5 separate regions of the Mus musculus genome follow, and all the other regions are linked to region 5. A link is a contact called in public promoter capture Hi-C data. All regions are on one chromosome and are shown on one strand. Each heading gives the region's core, a stretch centred on a gene start, on an enhancer-like site or on the middle of the called end of the contact. The rest is flanking DNA. Distances are from core to core; before and after follow the strand shown.

Region 1 (2,723 bases), core at 103-2,602, 2.1 Mb before region 5:
GGTGTGCGCCATTGTGCCCAGCTCTCACGAGAGCTCTTTTAAGCATGCCACCAGCATTGATACAACCATTTCTCTCTCAGAAATGACAACTAAGCTTATGGGCTGTTCCAGAACACACCCTAAGAGGAAGAGCAGGACCAGTCCCGTTCCTTCCCTACTCTAAACCACACCCAGTGCCCATGATCTCGGGCGGTCTCTGTGTGCCCAGCACCCAGAACCCTTTCTCCTTCTGAGAGCAGAGATGTGGTGCAGTGTGGTGTGGTGATGGCCACTCCTGGCTCTCTGTGCCTGTCTAGACATTTTCGTTTTCATCTATGCCCACATTGACATCCTGTTTCTCTTCCTTAAATTCAATGGCTCAATCCCTTCCCTGACTTGGAAACCCTGCACATAAACACCAGGCCCTCGACACAAAACATTTCTCCCTTGTCCACAATGTTTTTATGGTACACAGGACATATTCACTGTCATTCTGGACTTTAAGTAACCTCTGATAAGTGGACTGACCACAGGATTAATTTAACCACGGGGTTAAAATGGGCATACCTAGTTCCCCAGAACGTTATTACTTTGGCAGCCAAGATGACAATTTACTAGTTTCCAGAGAATCTTCAATAAACTCAATAGTGATACCCAAGGAACATACAACCTCCAATAAGGACACAGGGTCCTTCTGCTCAAGTGCCAATCACTGACTCTTATTGTGACCATATGGTCTCAGCAGAGGCAGCATTGACCCGCCTCATGTCCCAGCCCTCACATAAAACGGCCCGGGGATTAGGATTTGCCTTTTAAACGTTTGCTTTGCAGCGCTAGCTCTCTACAGGAGACTACATGCTGGGAACGAAAAGGTCCTGTTTTACAAGCCTTGCTACCTGCACAAAGGCTCAACTTGCAGCTCCGATGCCTGTGCCCTCTTTGCATATGCAAATCCCCTGGCTTTTGTTCCACGTGTTCTTAGTATTAGTTCCGCAGGCAGAAGCCACAGGCTGACCGAGAATGGCTGGCTTTCCCAAATTAAGCCCAAACCACAAATAATCTCATTTTCCATTTGTATCTGCCTGTTCTCTTCTCGCAGGCTACTACTAGAAAGCAGCGCGATCGCCCTCAGAGACGCTAGCCCCAGGCTTGCGGTAGCTGGCTGCACTGTCTGTCTCTCTCAGCAACCCTGCTCTCCCAACTCCCATAGGATTCCCACCCCAGCTCAACCAGGGCATCCCTCCAGTAGCTGTGTCAGCTGTCACTCAACACAAATCAGCGCTCAACAGCACAGCATCCTCCCTGCGCCCCTGCCGCTCACCTCTCACAACAATGCAGAGAACTCTGCACAGGACGCGCAGTGTCCCTCCCTGCGACTTCCGCCCCCGGGCCCTCAGTGTTAGAATCCAAACTCTCCTGGAGTGCGGGCAACAATAACAGAACTGATCTGCGCGGAGATTTAAGCGGATATGACCGCTCGAGACCACTTCCGTTTACTGCGAATCAGTGTTCTTCGCCACCCTCCCACACCCCCTTTTTTCCCCTTGTGGAGGCTGGCGAAGCGCATGCGCGCTACTATTTGTGACGCTACAACTTGCCAATACTTCACTTGGATCTTCCTGTAGTTTCTGTTCCTTTAGGAGCTGTCATGGCCACTCCCACAATACAATGATACAGGGACCACCATCACAGTGTGCACATAAGCAGGCAAAGCTTGTGGACTGTGACACAGTGAAAGTCCAAGGCTGTCTCATATTTTCAGGGGATTTTACTTCCTACCTATACGTGTATATCAGTTATTTCCAAGAGACCGGGATGCTGCATATTACTAAAAATACCATTTTTTTTTCTGTATATTCTCAGGGACTTAAAAGATTTTTTTCCTCTAAACTAAGAAGTAAATAAAAAATAAATTAATAAATATAAAGAAAAAAAAAACTAGGTTTGTTGGGAAATGGGAATTGAAGCCATGTGGAATCTTTAAAGATGAAGGTCTGAAATAAATGTGACACTGAGGCTTTTCATGGGGACCAGAGGTGGAGAAAATCTGTTGTCAATGACAAGTGTTTTTATTTTAATTCTTCATTATTTATTGTGTGTTTTGCATATATAAGAAATAGTGTAGAGGAAGGTGGAGAGGGAGATAATGATAAATGGTGAGAGATCAATTGATGACGAAAACGTGCAGTACAGTAGAGGGAATAAATCCATAGGCCAAAGTCGAATATCTGAACAAAATGAACGATTGTGTGCAGTATCTCAGGTTAGCGTTCTCTAGTTCTGTGTAGACAAGAGTATAGCATTGAACATGGTATGATCCCCTGCTTCTGCTTTCCAGGGCTGGGGGGTGGGGGGGATATGCCATCATGCCTAGCTTCACATATGATTTTGATTGTCTTGAGAACAAATTATAGTACTGGTGCTCTTGTGACCAGGGTTTTGTGTCCAAAGATACAGCTCCGGGGGTCCCAAAAAGTAGTCTCAGCCACCCATCACCACATGCCAAATTATATTAAACCACATAAAAGTTAATATGCAAATATCAACTTCTGATCGATTCTCTGCTACATCTTAGCATATGATTGATACCCACACGCACTTATTGCCTCCCGGGCACCACCTTGCTCTTCCACAGGCTCTCTCCTTATGCTTATGACCTCTCTAGGCTGTAAATGTGGTACAGTGCCCATCTGTCTTGCAGCCTGAGTCACAGTCAGTCCACCAGGAAGATGGAGCACTTGCCC
Region 2 (2,700 bases), core at 79-2,578, 2.2 Mb before region 5:
TAAATAAAAAGAAAGAGCCTGACGTTCAGTTCATTGAGGCTGGACCTCCTTGCTGCCTTGGAGCCCGATTACATTCTAAGGTGACCCTCATTGTTTGATTATCCTGCACAACTCAGAACACTGGCACAGCCTGCTTGTCTGGGTCACTGGTCTCTGCCTTGGCCTCCCCTCCTTCACGACAATTTGCATATAACAACCTGCAGATCCAGCCCAGTTACCTTTTTGACAGGTCCGTGAATGATGCTTGGGAGGCCCCGTGGCTCCTTTCCAGAATGCTCTCAAGTATCCCAGGAACACTCCTTTCCTCTGGCCCAAAGAGTTCTTTCTGATCACTGAACCCAGCAAGCAGCCCTCAAGACTCCCCTAACTCTCCTGGCTGAGCACTGCCCCTTGAACTATCCTCCTCAGCCTTTGTTTCTCCCCTTCCTCTCGCCCGGATTAGGTTCACACCAGTCTCTCCTCACTTCTCCTCACGCCCTGCCCAGCAAGCCCTAGAATCATCAGGCTCAGAGGTGCCTCCAGGCTTGACCTCCTAACGACCCACTTAGGATCCTTGCAGGGCACCTTTCAAGTGCTCCCCAAATCTGTCCCTTCTGCCTGGCTTATCTGTCTCCTGAGAGTGCCCACCACCTTCTACCCCCGCATTTATGCAGAATGGCGTGTAAATACACTCTCTGTTCTCAGTCATCTAATCCTGTGAGGGGGTTGCTATTGTAAGGAGTAGCTTACAGACACACGCAGAAACAGAAAAGGGGGATACCACATCAGTAGTAGCCCTGAGATCATGGAGGGAACCTGGTTGATAGATATATCAGTAGTCTTTAGCTGACGGAGCGAACAGGGCTTATGCTAATTAAGTAAGTATCTGGGATGATGGGGGAAAGAATTGTGTACAGACTGGCGGCAAACCCCCGAGGTAATAACAGGCGTGGTGGTGCACGCCTTTAATCCCAACACTCAAGAGGAAGTGGCAGTTGAATTTCTGCAAGTTCCAGGCTAGCCTGATCTACAAAACAAATTTCAGGGGTGCCTCCGGGTGGCCAACTCTCCTAAAGGGCAGAAGAGGCGTCACCAGAACATATTTAACAGGGGCAAGAGAAGGCAGATGATCTGTTACCACCAAATGAACAAAGCGGCCTGGCAAGAGACCAGACTAGGAGATCCTGGCCAGAACGCGAGTTGACAATCATAAAAGCGAGTGCCAAATCTCTAGAAAGACCTTCAGCTCTCCCGTGGCACCATGGCCCCAAGCCCGTAGGAACCGGAGGAAGAGGAACACTAACCTGAGTGGAACGAGCTGAGTACTCTGCCTGCCACGCGGAAGCCTGGAGCGGAAAAATGCCCTGGGACTACAATTCCCATAAGGCCTTGAACTGCTTTGCCTACGACTTCCAGAATGCAACAGCTCCAGACGCGGGCCTGTAACTCTACAGCAGCTTGGACTCCAATTCCCAGAAACACTTGAGAGTACAGCTTTCCTTCTGCCAAATGCCTCCCCACGGGCCGACTCTGTAGGGCGCACACCAGGGCCTGGGAACCGAGCCCAGAATCCTGATGTTGTCCGGCAACGCGAGGTCACCAGAAGGGAAGTTGAAATCAGAAGTGGTTGAAATCAGAATGGCTGCAGTATAATTTCCTAGTTTTGTGGACTATCATATACTTCTGCTACTTGCTTGCTTCTCAGTCTCTGTTACTGTTTCCCCCTCCCTCTTCTCTGTGTCTCTCTCCCTTGCTCTCTCTTTCTTTGATTCTCTCCCCAGGATCTTACCATGTAGCCTAGGCTGTCCTGGAGGAACTAGCCATATAGACCAGGCTGGCCTTGAACTCAGAGACCCACCTGCATCTGCCTCCAGAGTGCTAAGATAAAAGGTGTATGCAATCTTGCCCCTTTCTGTCTTCCTTCCTTCCTTCCTTCCTTCCTTCCTTCCTTCCTTCCTTCCTTCCTTCCTTCCTTTCTCACAAAGGTGGAAGGAGTCCAGATGACACACAGCTATGTAAGCTATTGTAATACACATCAGTAAATTGTCGTCTTGTACTGTTTAAGGTCACCGGGAACCTGGCGTCCCAGCCCGACTTTAGACCCAAGCATTTTGTCTTAAAGCGTTCTCCAAGACCGCTTCCTCAGTCACCAGCCGGCTTCCTGGTCCTGTGAGAAAGTGAAAGAGAACAGCCAAATAAAGTGGAAACGCTACTTCCTTAAGAACAGGAGAGTAAGTTCTTAGAAGAAAAATAGTGTATCCTTGAACACAGATAGGATGGGACCCATTCCCAGAGACCTCTGCTACTTCTCATCCCATAGGACATCTGTGGTGGGAATGGTTAGTTGGGAGTCTGTCTTCCTGGGATCCTCTTCTTCAGCCTCCTGCAGACTGTGTGTGGTTCCCAGCTTCCCCAGTCTGTTTCTACTGGATGTTTGTTTCATGTCTGACCTGGTGCCCCATTATCTTTCTGCAGTTTGCTGTTTATGCACTTGAAATGAAAAGCATTCCTACTGTGGATCATTCTCCAGTTTCAGACAGCTTTCTACCGACGAACCACACTCCAGCCCCTCACTAGGGGATTCTAGGTAGGGACTCGATTATTGAGCCACTTACTACCCAGGAACTTACTGGGAAATTCTAGGCAGGGGTTTTAACACTGTGCCACACCCTAGCCTCTCATTAGGGGATTCTAAGTGGATGCTCTATTACTAAGCTAGGT
Region 3 (2,700 bases), core at 14-2,513, 2.1 Mb before region 5:
CTGGGAGGCCAGAAGGGAACACGGATCCCCTGGAATCGTCCCACCAGGCAGTTCCAAGGCACCATGTGGTGTGGGTGCTGGGAACCCAACACTGCTGACCCACATCTCCACTCTCCTGCCTTTCCTCCTCACTGGTCTCTTCAGTAGGCAGACTGGATGAGGCTGGCCCTTGCCTGTTTGGATGCAGGAACCCAGGCTTCTGCCTTACAATCTTTTTACAGCAGCACCTTTCTGCGTAACTGCCAATTACCAATCCTTGCCAAATTCACAGATCCCAGGCACAAGTCAAACCTCCGATCAGACCTCACATCAGCAAAGGACTGCAGTATTTATGTAAACTTTCAATTGTAACTGAAATGACTAGTTTTTTCTTAAATCTTTCTTCTGTCTTCAGTTGCATACGGGGGAAAGGAAATATCCAGAACACCTAAGGGCAGCCCCAAGGCTATGTCCCCGCTTAGATAACTGTGACCACATTAAATATACCTAAACACATCTCCTGGCTTCTAGGCAGTGCCTTCTATTGCTAATACTGCTTAGGCTGACAGAGATGGAGGGCACTGGGTCTCCAGTTTGGACCAAACGTAAATAAATTCATTTCCCCGTTTTCTCTTACTCTTTGGAGTTTATCTCCTCTCGAAGGCCAGTGTTTGACCAGGAGCCAGGGCTCCAGTTACCAGCTACTCAAACAGCCCAGAAAGCGACGCGGTCGCCCTCACAAAGCACCCTACACTGGCCTCAAGCTCCATCGCCTGACTCCTAAGCCAATCACAGACTGAGCGGATCACAAGCCATCTCAAGGTCCTCGCCCTGAAGCTCCCGGATGCTGCAGCGCCCACTCACTGAGTCCTGCCCCGAATGCCCTCACATGGTAATTTTCACGGACGACGGTGGGAAATCCCACAGGACAGCATACTGGGAAGTGACAAAATACAGACGCGGAAAACCCGCAGGAACAGAATGAAAGAGAACCGAACGACCCCCACTTTATCCACCTCATCCCCCCCTGGGGCCGATTCAACCATCACTCAGCACAAACCGGCGCTCAGCAGCACAGCGTCCTCTGCTCCACATCCACTCACCTCACATTACACCTTAGAGAAGCTCTGCACACGGCACGCCAGGACTGCGAGACTTCCGCCCACAGACACCCACAATTCCATGGGTTCGGATTCCAAACACCCACGCTACCCTGGCAACGACAGGAGAGGCGAACTACTTTAAGATCTGAGCGGATGTGATCACTCTAGGCCACTTCCGATTTGAATAAGGGTTCCCTCAGTTCACTACCACGTAGCCCTGGGTGGCGCGCATGCGCACCACCACTGGCGGAAGTCTGTCTTGCCAGTACTTATTATGGCTCATCTGGTGGTTTCTGATTTTTTTTTTTTTTTTTTTAACTTCTTCCTAGAAAGTGCCATGGCTGAACCCACACTCCCGTGACACAGAGGCAAGCATCAAAGCGCAACGGTTCCATACAGCCGACAAGAATGTGATAGGTGAAAGTCCAAGGCTGTCTCACATGCTTAGGGGATTTATTAACGTCTTGTATGTGTATATAATTCTAAGACACTGTAACATTACATCTTCCTAAATGTACCTTTTTTTCCCCTGTATTTTATTAGATTTACTTTATGTATTTTTGCCTGCATGTTGAGTTTATAGCATCCAGGACAGCTGCAAGAGCAACAAGTGCTTTTAATCTGTTTCTCTTTTTCTTCAACTTTCTCTTGATTTTCACCAGAATTGAAAGAAGTTCTTATTTTTGAGATGACCTCACTATATTGGTCTGACTGGCTTGGAACCGGACATGAAGGTCATTCTGGCCTTGGACTCTCAGACATCTCATGGCCTCTGTTTCCCGAGTGCTGGGATTAAAGATGTGTATCACCACACTGGCCTTTTCTAATTTTTCAAAAATTGAAAACTATGTGGGGTTATTAGGAAACAGGAGGTAAGTCATATGGAACACCAACGGTGAGAAACTGAGATAAGCCATCATTTACGTCATACTGAGGCATCTCACGGTTCCCAGAGGATAGAAACCTGTTCTTACTTAGAAGTAAAATGTCTTCTAAATCGCATAATAGAAATAATGTAGAACTAGGTGGGCAGTGGAAATAATGATAAACAGGGACACTAGTCAAATGGGAAAAACACCTAGCACTGTAGTGAATAAATTAGTAGACCTAATGTACATTATAAGAATAAAGTATAAAATTGTGTGAGTTATCTCCATATTAAACACATTCTAGCCCTGGACAGTCTAGAACAGTGGTTCTCAACCTGTGGGTTATGACCCCTTTGACAAACCTCTATCTCCAAAAATATTTACATCATGATTCATAACAGTAGCAAAATTACAGTTATGAAGTAGCAATGAAAAATATTAGAAAGGTTGAGAACCACTGGTCTGGAACTATGTAGACCAGGCTGGCCTTGAAGTTACTCTGATCTTGTCTATACCAGGGAAGTTCTAGGATTACAACAATGTGCAATCATGCCCAGTTCACACATAGTCTAGAGCTTCCCACTGAGAACAGACTACAGGAATAATGATTTAGGAAACAGTTTCATCATCAAAGATACACCTCAGGAGTCCCAAAAGAGTGGACTCAGCCATCCATCACCACAGAGCAAAATTATGATAAGTTAGGCACCAACGTGTTCTTCCGGAATTTCTTTTTGTTTTGTTTTGTT
Region 4 (2,739 bases), core at 125-2,624, 2.1 Mb after region 5:
TCTCCTGGGATTAAAGGCTTGTACTACCACACCTGAACCTAAATTTGGCTGGGTGGGATCTTACCCCAAGCTCCACTCCCTTAATTCGATTTAATATCTTTGAACACAGGTTTCAGCTCCGATTCACTTCCTGGTTCCCCTTTAATACTCAAACCATGTATTTTATATTTTTCCTTTCTAAACTTATTCAAAAATGCTCCTGAGACTTAACCAGAGAACAAAGTCTATGATGGGTGTTTCTGAGAATTCCTTTGTCAATGCACCTTAGCCTCAGGCAGACTCTTCAGACAAGGGCAAAAAGCAGCCACAAACTTCACCAAAATATTACAAAAGCAGTCTCTAGGCCACATACTGAAGTTCTTCGCCACTGAAACCTCTTTGGTCAGGTCCGCACAGTTCAAATCACTCAAAGCAACAAGGTCTTCCATATTCCTACTAGGACAGCTCATTAAACCCCACTTAAAGCATCCCACTGCTCTCCAAATCTTCTACACAAAAAGGACCCAGTATGAGCCCTGATGGTGCATGAGTATAATCCCAGACATTTTAGAAGCCAATATAGGAAGATAGCAAATTCAAGGCCACACTGGCCTACACTGGGACCCTGTCTCTATCCTGGCACAGAATTTGTCTAATATGCACAAATCTCCAGGTATTCCATCCTCAATGCCATATATACAGACATATCACACAGATTCAGATCAATCCCCAGACACATAAAGGCAGACGCATACAAGCTAGCCCTGGACCCACCTCCGCAGGTGATGAGCAGTGGAGAAGAGGTAGGGAGGTAATAAGCCACTGCCTTCTCAATAATGGTAGAAGATTCACACAGCCAACGTCCTAGAGAACCCAAGTGACTTAAGGAAATGCTTCGCGACAGCAAAGCCATAGTGCTGGCAGGCGCTCGTACACCTAGATTTGGAGAGTCCGGTTCAAAAACCACAAAGACATGAAAACAGACACACACACCCAAAGGCGTACTCAGAACCCAGCAGAAAACACAGCGCGAGTCCGGGAACGCACTGGCCTAGATGCAGCGACGACTGCTCTTTCCGCAGCACGCCTTGGCCAGGCCACTCTCAAAAGCCTTTCTCGGCCACCCCGGCCCAGGTGCCTGAAAACCCATCAGCCCTGGCAGGACACCAGTGCCTGGCTGGACGGGACCGTCCGGAGGGGCCAGGCGGGAAGGTGCGGTGTGCCAACACTGAGCCCAGGTCAGGACGCCATGCGCTCACCATTTCCGGTTCCTGGACACCAGGGTCCTAATTACGGAGCTTCCCCCAGCAGCGATGGGCACTGACGACAGAAAGAGGCAGAGAATCGCAGATACCAAGCAGAAGCGCCTGACAGATCCCAACCCCGATGGTGGTGGGTGGGTAGTGGTAAGTGGGCGGGGATAAAAAGAACCTTCGTTCAATGCCCGCCCTCCTACTTTCTCAGGGAATCCGATTGGATCCTCCTATAACAGTGCTTTTGATTGGACAGGGATTCAGGCCTTGCCCTCCTGAGTGACAGGAGAAAGGAGCTGTAGGGGTGTCTTTCCAGTGACCAACAAATGCTAGACAGGTCACAGTGTGCTCTCTGAGCCGCCAGCACTCCAATCCCACGGAGTGAAAGTAACTATTCTGCACCCATGTAGAAAGGAATTTGCCTCTGGCGAAGGACTCAATAGTAACTGTGATTTTTGCTTTTGTTTTGTTCTTTTCATTTAATTAGCAGATTTTTCTTGTTTTATTTTTTTGTCGTTTTTACGTCCTATTTATTTATTTGTTTTCGTGGGGTTTCACCTGCCTTGGCACACGTGTAGTGTTCAGAGGACAACTTGTGAGAGTTGTTCTTTCGTTCTACCATGTGAGTCCCACGGATCGCTTTGATGTAGGAGCCTTTACTCACTGAATCATCTCATTGGCCAAGTTTGTTTTCTCAAATTTTCTTTTACTTACATGTGTACATGTGTGGCCAGAGAAGAAGGTTGAAAATCTTCTTCTGTGACACGTGGACTTTATTCTCCTGGGACAAAGCTTCTTGCTTAACCTGGAGGAAAGCTGGCAGCCAGCCCACCCCAGTGGTCCCCAGTCTCTCTATAGCCCTCAACTTTCTTATGTACATGCTAGAGATTCAGACTCAGGGTCTCACACTTGGAGATTCACCCTTACTCTTTAAACCATCCCTCCAGTTTCTTTTTGGCTCAGTATGTTATCGTGACTTGCTGGGAACTCGTTACAGATATGACCTTGAACTGGTAGTAATCTCTATAAAGCCTGAACATTTCTGTGATTAGAGTTAATTTACAGCTAATGTGTTACTCTACCTGATGTCGATTCTGTTTTAATCCATACTCGAGGGCAGCAATAAAATTATATCACACAGACAAGATTACTTCTGAATTCGTTATCTGAAAACACAAATGGTGTTATTTGGCCATGTTGTTCATAAATAACACGGTTTTGTTTATTATTTAAAAGTAAAGCCATAAAGGTGCCTCATTGAGTTTTCCACCAAATTGGATAACATGAGTTCCATTCCTAGAACCCAGATACTATAAGGAGAGAACCAACTCTCAAAAGTTGTCCTCTGACCTCCATATATGCTCTGTGATAGCCATACTGTTTGCTTTTCTGATGCTATGCTTAAACACTGACCAAAAGCAATTCAGGGAGGAAAGGGTTTATTTGGCTTATAACCTAAAGTCTGTCTTTGAGAAAAGTCAGGGCATGTTAGGCACACAAAAGTTCT
Region 5 (2,700 bases), core at 154-2,653:
CCATCTCACCAGCCCAAAATAACAAATCTTACAAGAATAGAAATCACAGATTCATCCATAATTTGGAGAGGAGCTGGGTCTGGCACTGTGCAGTTGGGGGCAGAGCTCTGGACATTACAAAGCTATCCAATGAGCCCCAAGTGCTATTTGTGAATTGTCTATCTCCAAATCTACCTTATACATACTTGGTGTTCTAAAATGTTAAGTTTTTCTCGACCCAGCTTTCCTGCCAGCTAGACACAGGTAGGAGAAGGCAGAAGAAGTATCTGAGCCTGGGGTAGAGTCTGTAGCTTCTGAATACAATCCAAGTCAGAGCATCTCATATTGAGAGACAACTTCACAGTCAGTTAGATGCAGGTGGGGTCGGAACTATGTATGCTGCACCCGGAGCTCCCTGAGCCACTGTGCCTTACAGCCTTAAGTCAAAACACACAAAGACAGATCAGATACCTAAGACAACGATATTTAGAATTGGCCTTTTCTGCTTCTAAGTCCGTAAATTCTTATATTGTGCCTTCCTCTAATTTAGTCGCCCCCCTCCCCCACCCTATGGTAACACACGAGGAAGCACTAGACAAGTGGACAAAACACAAAACAGGAGTCAACAATATAGATTGAATTGGTGTTACACAGAGGTTTCATCAATCTAGGAGAACTTAACCGATGGGAGACTGTTTCAGCGGACTCCTTGTATAATCCCTGGAATTCCTGGTATCCTCTGGAAGTCTCTGATTAGTTGGACAGCCTAGGCATTGGGACCTAGCTGAAGTTCTCAAGTGCGGGGTTACTTAAGTTTCTACCTCCCAGCGTCAGTAGAGGGCGTTTCCAGAGCTCCCATGGCAAATAACTGATCAGAAAATAACTGATGGCCCTGGATGAACTCCCAATTACGTAGAAATTACTAAAACAAACAAGCAAACAAACAAACGATAGGTATCTCTCAATTGCCCGAACGGGTGTACAAACTCCATCCCCTTAACCAGAATCCAGGAACCAACAGGAAGCTTACTGTTTTTCTCCGAGTCTGCCATTCACCCCGGGAGTCTGCAGAGGGAACGCATTTCCCGGAGACCTTGGCTGGGTCAGCCCACCCCTCGATTATCCGGAATGAAGAGCGAATTTGGGACCATTATTTCCTTATGCGCTTCCATACCTTAAACCTGAGTTTTATTGGAAAACCAAATCAACCATTTCCGTCCAAATTTGAAGCAACCGTTTATTAAATATTAAGTACTGACCAAGCGGTGGATCTGGATCAGAAATATCCACAGAATTTCCCAGCTGGGATAGCCCCCGGTCACATGTTGTAGGGCTTTATACAGATAATCAATTTGGCCACCGTACTTTCCCACGAGGACTTGTTACTTACAAAGAACTACAATTCCCAGCATTCCTAGAAGTAACCTGGTTCCTGGGCAGGTGAGGCTTACAGGTCAAATTTGGGAATTACAATTTTCAAGCTTGATTTCCATTACATATCCACCTTCATTTCCGGAGGAAGAAGGGGAAGTGCCTAATGAATAAAGGTAGTTCAAGCAAGCTCCAGATTCCACCACGACTTAGAAAGCGCAGGGTCGTTGTTTACAAAGGGGAGGAGCAGGCAGCTGGGCGGCAGGAGCTGAGGTGATGGGTCCTTCCCGGTGCGGGATGGAAAGACAGACGGGTAGAATACAGACACAAGTGCTACTGAAATGCAAATCTCTATGTATCTGGAAAAGGTCTGGTACTGTACTGGAAGACCCGGCCAGCAACCATCATGCGGAGTCTCATCTGCACACCCTAACCCTCAGGGAGGTACTCGCGTTACTCAAGACTTAAGGGCCAATCAGAGCCTTGAGGTGGACCTGCCAGTCAGAAAAGGAGGCGGGATCTTCCGGGTGCCTTGCGGCAGCTTCAGCTCTGTAGCGGAGCGGGCTGGAAAAGTTCTGATTGTTTTTCTCTAAGCGCTGCTGCTGGGTGCTGTGAGGGAAGCTCTAGCAAATTGCTAATTCGCGACATGGTGAGTGCAGAGCCACTGCCCACAGGGGGGAGGAGCAGGCAGTTGTGTTGCAGGAGCTGGTATGGTGGCTTGTCCCTGGGTCTGGGTGGTAAGTGTGGCCAGATCTGACCACCTGTTACTTCCCTTTTTGTCCTAGTCATTCCCTGAACCCAGCAGTGGATGTGAATAACTTCGCTATGAGGGCTGCATCTGCTCAAAGCATCTGGCACAGAGACTTGTGTGTGGAAACATCCTTAGCAGGATGTCAAACTCAGGCCTAGTTTCTCTTTACTTCTAAAAGTTAACTCCCCTATCATTTAACATTTAGCTGTAAGACCTATTTGGAGTTAATTCTGTAGAGGTTGTAAAAGGCATTTCATGTTGGGTAGCACTCCAATATCAAACTGTGATGAAGAGTAGAATTGATGATGTTAAAGGATTTACCAATGCTTAGGAGATAGTAAGGGACAGCAAGTAGAGTTTAGCTGAGGGAGGAATGCCTCTGAGACACCCTACAGATAAGTAGTGTGCTAACCAGACCCGTTAGAGATCAGGATGCTAGGATAGATATATTTGTTCACTAGGATTGTCCAGAAAAGTGCTCCAGTGCTTAACAAAGGAGGCTACTCTGATTGGCAACCAGCCACTAGGGCCATCCTCATAGCAAAGAACTGGCTGCTCAAGGGAGCGTTCTAGAGTCCCAATCAACATTAAAGGCTGTT

What was found. Promoter capture Hi-C pulls out the DNA fragments that hold promoters and counts their contacts. Capture Hi-C pulls out chosen DNA fragments and counts their contacts.
Region 1: a contact with region 5 is called in a promoter capture Hi-C map of pre-B cells. The contact joins the promoter of Zfp658 here to the promoter of AW146154 in region 5. A contact is called at or near these places in 5 of 39 promoter capture datasets (cranial neural crest, frontonasal cranial neural crest, liver and 2 more).
Region 2: a promoter capture Hi-C map of pre-B cells shows a contact between it and region 5, with 8 times the contacts expected there. The contact joins the promoter of Ctu1 here to the promoter of AW146154 in region 5. A contact is called at or near these places in 2 of 39 promoter capture datasets (liver and pre-B cells) and 1 of 9 other capture datasets (liver).
Region 3: a contact with region 5 is called in a promoter capture Hi-C map of liver, with 3 times the contacts expected there. The contact joins the promoter of Zfp719 here to the promoter of AW146154 in region 5. A contact is called at or near these places in 3 of 39 promoter capture datasets (frontonasal cranial neural crest, liver and pre-B cells) and 1 of 9 other capture datasets (liver).
Region 4: a promoter capture Hi-C map of liver shows a contact between it and region 5, with 16 times the contacts expected there. The contact joins the promoter of Zfp939 here to the promoter of AW146154 in region 5. A contact is called at or near these places in 7 of 39 promoter capture datasets (cranial neural crest, embryonic stem cells, hippocampal neurons and 3 more), 2 of 484 Hi-C or Micro-C datasets (forebrain and rod photoreceptor), 1 of 115 datasets of contacts at active chromatin or transcription factors (astrocytes) and 2 of 9 other capture datasets (adipose tissue and liver).

What each region holds. Positions count from the first base shown.
Region 1 is chr7:43,560,999-43,563,721 of GRCm38.p6, reverse strand. It overlaps Zfp658 (zinc finger protein 658), which reads right to left and starts at 1,352. Exons shown (of 5, transcript NM_001008549.2): 1 at 1,301-1,352.
Region 2 is chr7:43,670,659-43,673,358 of GRCm38.p6, reverse strand. It overlaps Ctu1 (cytosolic thiouridylase subunit 1), which reads right to left and starts at 1,328. Exons shown (of 3, transcript NM_145582.1): 1 at 1,284-1,328. It also overlaps a transcript of Siglece not described here.
Region 3 is chr7:43,578,149-43,580,848 of GRCm38.p6, reverse strand. It overlaps Zfp719 (zinc finger protein 719), which reads right to left and starts at 1,263. Exons shown (of 4, transcript NM_172482.1): 1 at 1,083-1,263.
Region 4 is chr7:39,448,153-39,450,891 of GRCm38.p6, reverse strand. Zfp939 (zinc finger protein 939) reads right to left here and starts at 1,374. Exons shown (of 6, transcript NM_001243021.1): 1 at 1,239-1,374. The coding sequence starts at 1,241. It also overlaps the pseudogene Gm5590.
Region 5 is chr7:41,498,593-41,501,292 of GRCm38.p6, reverse strand. AW146154 (expressed sequence AW146154) reads left to right here and starts at 1,403. Exons shown (of 4, transcript NM_001033530.3): 1 at 1,403-1,999. The coding sequence starts at 1,997.